Linked DNA regions of Gossypium hirsutum: region 2 is linked to region 1. A link is a contact called in public Hi-C data. All regions are on one chromosome and are shown on one strand. The core of a region is the stretch at or near the end of the contact, and the rest is flanking DNA. Distances in the headings are between cores, read along the strand shown. Region 1 holds the start of LOC107893897. Region 2 holds the start of LOC107893878 (protein SPIRAL1-like 1).

The links. Hi-C and Micro-C count contacts between places; a contact is called where the count stands out from the background.
Region 2: a contact with region 1 is called in a Hi-C map of leaf, with 2.9 times the contacts expected there. The contact joins the promoter of LOC107893878 here to the promoter of LOC107893897 in region 1. A contact is called at or near these places in 2 of 34 Hi-C or Micro-C datasets (callus and leaf).

What each region holds. Positions count from the first base shown.
Region 1 is chrA13:29,887,134-29,891,212 of Gossypium_hirsutum_v2.1, reverse strand. It overlaps LOC107893897, which reads left to right and starts at 2,397. Exons shown (of 7, transcript XR_005908016.1): 1 at 2,397-2,758; 2 at 2,856-2,926; 3 at 3,011-3,186; 4 at 3,819-3,927; 5 at 4,008-4,079.
Region 2 is chrA13:30,309,141-30,313,219 of Gossypium_hirsutum_v2.1, reverse strand. LOC107893878 (protein SPIRAL1-like 1) reads left to right here and starts at 2,118. Exons shown (of 3, transcript XM_016819019.2): 1 at 2,118-2,410; 2 at 3,935-4,079. The coding sequence starts at 3,944.

The DNA.
Region 1 (4,079 bases), core at 1,148-3,647:
ATCTTTATGTTCTGCAATGATCAACGGTAAAGGATAAAATTGAAAGTTCCTTGTTTGTTAAAGAGTCATATTCGACTCAGCTGAGGCATAAATGACTTGGTCATACAAGCGAAAAATGTATGACCGTTTTGGACAAGAAAGGTTCTTTTTCATGTGCAAGAGTTGGAAAAACAGAGCACTACATTCATGGGAATAAAACTTGAGTCAATTTTGATTTGGCAGTACACAAGACGAAAACTAGAAGTCTTTCGGTTTCAAAAGCTTGAACTTAGTTAAAATCTTACGAAGTTCAAGATAGGCTCATGACGGACTCTGGCAAAGGAAGCATGATAAATATGAGTCAAGATGGAGATTTGTGGGTTGTGCCTCACATTTATCAGATGCATTACGGGCAATTAAGATGAGAATCGATAAGAAATCAAAGGGGAGCAGAAAGCCACACGACGTCTTTGTCAACCAAACAGATTGCAGCGTTATGACAAGTAGGTAGGTGACGTCATGATAAGGCGATGATTTCTGCACAAATACAACCACAATTTTTTACTCTCAACAAGATTTCTTCTCCCAGTTGAACTCTAATTCCCACATGGTTATTTCAGTCATATTGGACCCACGTCCCAAGCTTATTTAAAGTGCCTTTGGAACCCTGTTTAGATTGATCAGATTTAGCAAAATAGATTTGCTTTAAATATGTGAGATTTGTTAAAGAGTTTGTAGGGAGAGTTTTTTAGAGAGCTTTTTTATTTGGGATATTTGGTTTTCTTTTGGGATTTGCTCTTTTTATTCCGGTTGAATACTCTCTATCGTTATACTCCTTTGTTTGTTGATTAGTGAAAAGCCGAAGCCTCTTTTGTGTTTGTTCTTTTCCACTTTTACTGTTATACAAGTCGATCCCCAATAATATATTTATTGGTATGCCTTTATTGTTCCTATACTATTACCTTTTAAAACTTTTTATTCAAGAAATTGGATAGGGACTTTGCTAAAAAACAAATTAAATCTTTGCTGAGCAATGTTATATTATGTATTCATCTTCACTTCCCTTTTTCTTTGAATTAGAAGCATTTCCCAACATTTCTTTTTTCTATAATATTTTTTAAAAATATATATTTAAATTTAACTAAAAATAAGTTCCAAACTTTTAATTTCTAACTAAACATTAACGCATACTTATTTGAAATAAAAAAAATTAGTAAAATCAAAGGATAAGAGTTTTATCTAAATACAAAAAAACAAAATATAAGAACTTTATTCGAGAAAAGTGAAATGTTTAGGTTTTTATTTAAAACGAAAGAGGAAAAATAGCCGTCTTTTCTATGCTTAAAGATCTTGCCCAAAACCCTATCTAAAAATGTTGTTCACGCCTATTGGGCCGGATGGGCTCACTGGGGATGAAGATGTTTATTTTCCAATTACGTGGTGTTCTTCTTCTTCTTCTTCTCTAAATAAAATTATGTTTTCATTAAAACTTTCATCCCTTTAATATACAATTTATCAAAATTTGGTTCTACTATATGACGATCAAAAGTTTATTTAGTTATTAGTAAACACATTAACTTGAATTATTGATTTTTACTATTTTATTACATATAAATTTTTAAATATTAATTTCATGCATATAAAAAAATAAAAAAATAGATACACTAACTTTTCAATTTTGGTAATGCAATTATCAGAAAATAATATTGCAAAATTGTACACGTTTTAGGGCCAATCTTATCCAGTTAATAGTGAGCTGATTTCTGAATCTACTAGAAAAGCAAATTGGGCTTCAACCTGAATAGGCTCAAAAATAACAGTTCAATATATGAAGTTGAATTTTATAAGTAGAAAGGTTAATGGGCTGAGACCTAAATCTAAAATATTTTCATGCCCAAGCTTAACCATTTAGGCCTAATCAAATGGCCCATTTTTACCGTTTGAAAAATGATAAAAATTATTTAAATTTAATTATAAAATATATAAATATTAATATAAAATTACTTTTATATTTTTTTTGTTATTTATAAATATTAAAAGGAGTCAACTCAAAATTGAAAAATACAAACTCAGGCGTCTCCCAAAATGCATTGAATTAATTAGGCCAATCAAATCAATCAATCCATGAACACCTCTTGAGCCATAATACTCATAATGGACCTTACAACAAGAATTTAGTCTATTAATATTTAATATATTTAACAAGAAAGTTCAAATGTGCAAGAGTCATTTATAAAAAAATATTATTATTTATTTTTTTACAATTAAGGGTGACTACAATATAAATATTTATTTTTTTAAGGTAATATTTAAAATTATTTGAAAATAATATATTTTAATACACTCCAATACATCTCTTCGTTATCAAAAATTCTTATGCCTGTTTTAATAATAGAAACAAATGTTAAGGCTTGAAGATAATGTACGAGGGGTTATGTTGGCATGTCTTTAGAGAATAACAGTTAAAAGCGCTGTTATTAAGTGTAAGGCAGCTGAAGAGGGAGCGGGTAAAACAGAAGAATGAGCAATAGTAGAATTATATTTCGGTCTGTGTTACGAAGCTCTCGAAGGCCTTCCTTGGGCTTCGCCGCTTCATCCTTGTCTTCTGCAAGGTTCTCTCCTTTACCTCTTCCCACTGCCCTTAACCCTCCTCCTCCTTTTGAACTAAAATCCATTTCCTCTTTCACTTCTTCCTTCACTCGCCGTCTATTCCACAACACAGCCTCCGTTCACAACAAAAACGAGAACCACCAACAGGAAGAAGAAGAACTGCGTTTCTGTTATTCCTTTTTTCCTTTCTTCTGCTGTGCATACCAAGTGTTTGATCAGAGTTCTGTGTCAGTAACCGATTTTTTTGAACTTCTTGGTTTGAGCAGATGGAACTGCTGAAGATGATGGAGAATTCACGGATGAGTGGGAAGAAGAGGATGAAACCGTCGAGCCCAAGGTATGCATTGTTTCTATCTTATTGGATTTCTTTCCTTGCTTTTGATGACGGGTCTTTTTATTTTATGTTATTTTATGAATGTAGGTTGGTGATGGAGGGGATGGTGGTGGAATTGTATTGCAAGGTCTTCCTTGGGGTGAATCTGCTCTCTCTATAGCCCATGATGCACTAAAACTGTTTAGCGATGACATTAAACTTTATGCTTTCAAGACTACACCTCGTGGATACATTTATGTCAGACTTGACAAATTGTCAGATGAGTAAGTATTCTTCCTTATGGATCGCTAACAAGCTGGAGAAACTGAAGCTTCTTTCAAGAACCTAACTAATAGCTGTCATTTGATTGTTGCTTTTATCTCTTATATTTGTTCTGGAAATGAAAGGCAAACAGCATCTCTGGTAGTGAATGATTTGAAGAATATATATCTTTGTGAGAATGAAATACATAGCTTTACGTTTACAAACTTTGGGAGGGGATGGGTTGCACAAGGCTTGAACTCCTATGGTGCCAATGTACAACAACCTTGCTACTCCAAATGTGGCTACATCTTCAGTGTTTCATTTTAATAATTTTTTCGATTTCAGTAATTAAGATTTCCTTTTAATTCATTGCTTTTTACCATTTGTTTTTGGAAGCAGAATGTAAGTAGCAAATGAAGTAACCTAGTAGTCTAATTTATTGCGCTTGACCCAACTCATTTGGTATCTGATGAAAAAATTAGGAAAAATGGGAACACACTTAGAAAAAGGAATGAATTGTACCCCCTTTTTTTTCTCTTGAAAAGTAGAAAACTTCCAGAGGAATTATGCAGTCATCTTGTGATGTAGCTTGGCACTTGAAATTGAATCTCTGGGGTTTATAATATTAAAAGACCAATGCTCCTTTCATCAGATATGGTTGTCCCAGCATGGAGGAACTGCAGAGTTATAGTCAAGAATATAAGAAAAGATTGGATGAAGCTGGAGAACGAAGAGAAATACCAGATGATTTGGCTCTTCAGGTAATAAGTAGCTAGTTCTTTTGTGCTGAGTCTCAGATATGTCTATATTCCGTATCCTAAAACCATGTTTTGTTTTGAAGGTATCATCTCCTGGTGCAGAGAGAATACTAAAGGTACCAGATGATTTAGATCGGTTCAAAGATATGGCTATG
Region 2 (4,079 bases), core at 869-3,368, 420 kb before region 1:
TTAAATAAAAAGATAATACGCTTCAATACATTCAAATTCACATCCTCTTAAACTGACAACAATATTAATATCCATCGAGTTAAAACTCAATCCACCTTTATTTGTAACTTTATATATATGATTTTTATTTATAACTTTATATATATGATTCCCGAATATTGATAGGACCAACACACCTACCCTACCAACTAATAAATTTATTTATTCAGGTCTTTATTAAGAATTATCAAATACTCTTTTGGAAACATCTTGTATTTAATATATTTTACTAAAGTTAAAAATATTAATTATATATATATATATTAAAAGTATCACAATAACCAGCATCTAATTGTAGTGGTTAACAAACATAAAATTCTATTCCTTTCATTATTATTTATTTTTGGTTTACTACCTGACACGTTCTTTTTTTAAATAGTACTTGTGATATATATTTTTTAATCTACTTATATTTGATGTATTTTAATAATTAAATGTAACAATATTAATTTTTTAGTATTAAATTCGAGTTTTAGAGTTGATTTGATGACAGTTAAATGCTAATATTAATTAATTATGAGTTTTCATCAAATCAACCTTAAAACTCGAATTAATTTACATCAATTTAATTATATTTAACAGATTAAACGTAAAATTAAGTAAATTTATAATTAACAATAAATTTATTATGTTAATAAAATCATGAAAAATTCAAACATGATAATAACAATCCTAAAACTTGAATTAAACATTAAAAAATTAACATTATTACTTTTAGGTACCAAAATATAAAATTTTTGTCAAATAAAAATATAAAATTAGAAAAAAAAATACTAAGTATCACATAGATTTTTGGATCGAAATTGCTTTCATTTTATAATGAATTATAAAATTGTTGGAATTTCACTAGCTTAAGACGCTTTATCGATGTTTGGTGATATTTATATTATTAAAAGGATAATCGTAACGTTTGTATATTTGGTATAGTACTTTTCTTGAAAAATACTTTTCACAATTGAATTCAGAGATGAGATTCAAATTCTTAAACATAAAGCAAAACTCTTCTAAAATTATTATTTTTAAATACACTTACTGTAACAAAAACTGTTAGAAGCATTAACAACAAACTGTTCCATCCATCCACCACACAAAAAGTAATATTAGAAGGAAAGAGAACGGCACCGTTTTCACAATCAAATGCGGTTGCACATGTAATGCCAGGACACCCCTGACCCTTCGCTTATAATCTAAGCTACGACTTCCACTCCCACCCATTTTTTGGCTTATTCCACTATAAACAATTTCATACTGCCCAACACTTTCCATTTTTCAAGCCATCAAATTATCATTTTCCTCCTTCTATTATATTTAATTTTAATATCTAGTCTTTTTTAAATTACAGCTTACAACTATAAATATTTATCATCATTAATTGAATAATTAAGCCAATATCCCATTAACTATTTGGGCATAATTTAACTTTTTATTTTTATAATCTCACCAATTAATTTAAATAGCTAATACAATCGAGTATTTATGTTAAAATACTTGTGGATTTTTCTTAAATACACTCTTTAACTCATTATGCTAACATGGTTTTTTTGGGTTTTAATGTAAATAACACAAAAATAATAAAAATTTATGAAAATAGCATGAGTTAAAAATTAATTATAAAAATAATATTTTTTATAAAAATTAACTTAATGGATTATATAATTATTAAAAAAATTGTCATAAAATAAATAAAATGATATTTTAATAAAAAGGGAGTCGCATATCACCCAGGGGATACCCCTATTGTAAAGACATTTTCTTTATTTTTTATGTTATTTTTTTGCAATAATATTAAATTTGTTATTTTTTTTACTATTATTAAAATATAGATTTTGAAAATTTCATTTCAAAATTTAAAATAAAAATTAACATAAAATTTTATTTTATTTTATAAAGAAATAAAGTTGAATTTTTTTATTTTTATTTTTTTACTGTTATTTATTTAAAAATGTAAAATAAAAATTAATATAAATTTTTTATAAAATAAATTTGAAAAATTAACATAAAAATATAAAAAGGAAAAATTGCTAGCGTTAGATAATGACATTATAAAATAGAAGGTCAATTTATATTAAATTAAAAATAACTGAATATAGTAAAGGGACTAAAACTGAAATTTAACCGTTTAAAACCAGATTTGAAAATTTGAAATCGTGGAATGAGTAAAACTTAGCAGTGAAACATTTCGTTTAAAATTTCAAAAAAACATAATAATTTTAATTTTAAAAAAAAAGTAATTTTGAATCATTTTCTATATAAGAAACGCTCGCATTTCGTTTTCCTTTTTCAGTAGGCAGCTGCTGTTACTCTCCTAACTCTCCAACTGTTGTTTCCACTTCCTCTCTTCCAGATCTGAATCGCAAAAGGGAATTTTCAGGTAATTTCAAAACCCTAACCCTAGATCTTTATTCTTCTCTGCGTCTATAAGATTTTGTGTTGTGTTCACTGAGTTTGGCCGTCAATTTATTGATTTTAACCATTTTTTTTCACTATATCTGGTTTGATGTTTATTTTTTTCGCTGTGGCCGCTGTTCGTTTTTATGCTTCATTTGATTTGTTTAATTTTTGTCGTTTTGGATGTGAAGTAGGATGTCAAAAGGTTTTGGATTGTGACGTTTGTTTTCTTCTGATTCGTTGACTGTGTCGATGTTGTAAGCTTATTATTCGATTGTTTTTAAGCTGAAATGATTAGGTTTTCTTTTTGCGTTTATGTTCTATTTAATACTTATTATATTGTAAATTCTATGAAATTATGAGATATGTGCTTACCGGCTAGTGCTTTTGTTTCATTGAAATGATACCTGGAACGAGGATTGGTCTGGTACAAGGAACAAAAACAAGAAAGCAAGTCGATGTTTCTAAACACCTAATTTGATAGGGGTAGTCTTTTCTGATTTGCTTTGTTGTAACGACAAATGATTTATTGGAACGGTGTTTTAGGGAACCTATATATATATAGTTCTTGTGTTCACAAAAACTTAATAGTTCTAAATAAATTAATTTTTAAATTTGTGAATTGTTTGTTTTGCTCAACTCATTTATAATAAACCATATTTATTAGGATTGTTAGTTTTACTGAATTGGATCGCTAGTGCTCCCAAATTGAGTATGTGCTTACCAATTAAAAAATCACTAGGGAGATAGCGATTTCTGGTAATAGTGTTTCTCTTTATTTTATTAATGAGCATTTGTTTTATGATCACAGTAGATAAATCTTCATTTCTGTAGTCGAAAATGAAAAGGGGATTCCATGGCTAATGGAATAAAAAAGAGTGTTCTTTGATTTGATTGGGGTATTATATACTATAATCCTTTATTTTTATTGCACATTTGGAACATGCCTGACAAATGTTTAGGATTTTAACTTTTGTATTGGGATTTGTTGAGCTACTTTTAAGTAGCTAGGACGTATGATGTAGGTTGCACTATCATGTAGTGGATCTTCTTGATTTGAGTGGGATGTTCTAAAACTCGAAATTGAACTGTGAAAGAAAAGGTGACAATTTAAAAACAACAAAGAGCCAGTATGTTATGATGGAACAAATGTTTGTGTGACCTCACAATGTGTTGTGCTATCCTTTATGGCTAAGCATTAGGGAATTTCATCGAGTTTTACTCTTTTATTTTTGGGTGGGGGTGGGGGTTTCACAGGATAGAAAGAATCTTGTTTGAAAGTGTTATTAAAAAGCTTAGCAGGCTATCATTGCATTCTAGAACATTGATGAGGGTTCTCTCAATATGCTTGTTTTGCTTCCTGTCTTTTGCCTGTCATGAACGACGTAGTTTAAATCTTTTCTAGTTGTATAATGTCAATTTATTTATACTCAAACCATTTTCTTCTGCACCTGTTGCTTCTAGATTCTTACTTTGAGCTATTTGTTTCCTCCCTTTTCTTGGTAAGTTGAAAAAGATGGGTCGCGGAGTTAGCAGTGGCGGTGGGCAGAGCTCATTAGGTTATTTGTTTGGTAGCGGAGAAGCTCCTAAACCAGGGACAAACAACTCCCAAGCTGCTCCAGCTGAAGCACCAGCTGTCTCCAAACCTGGCC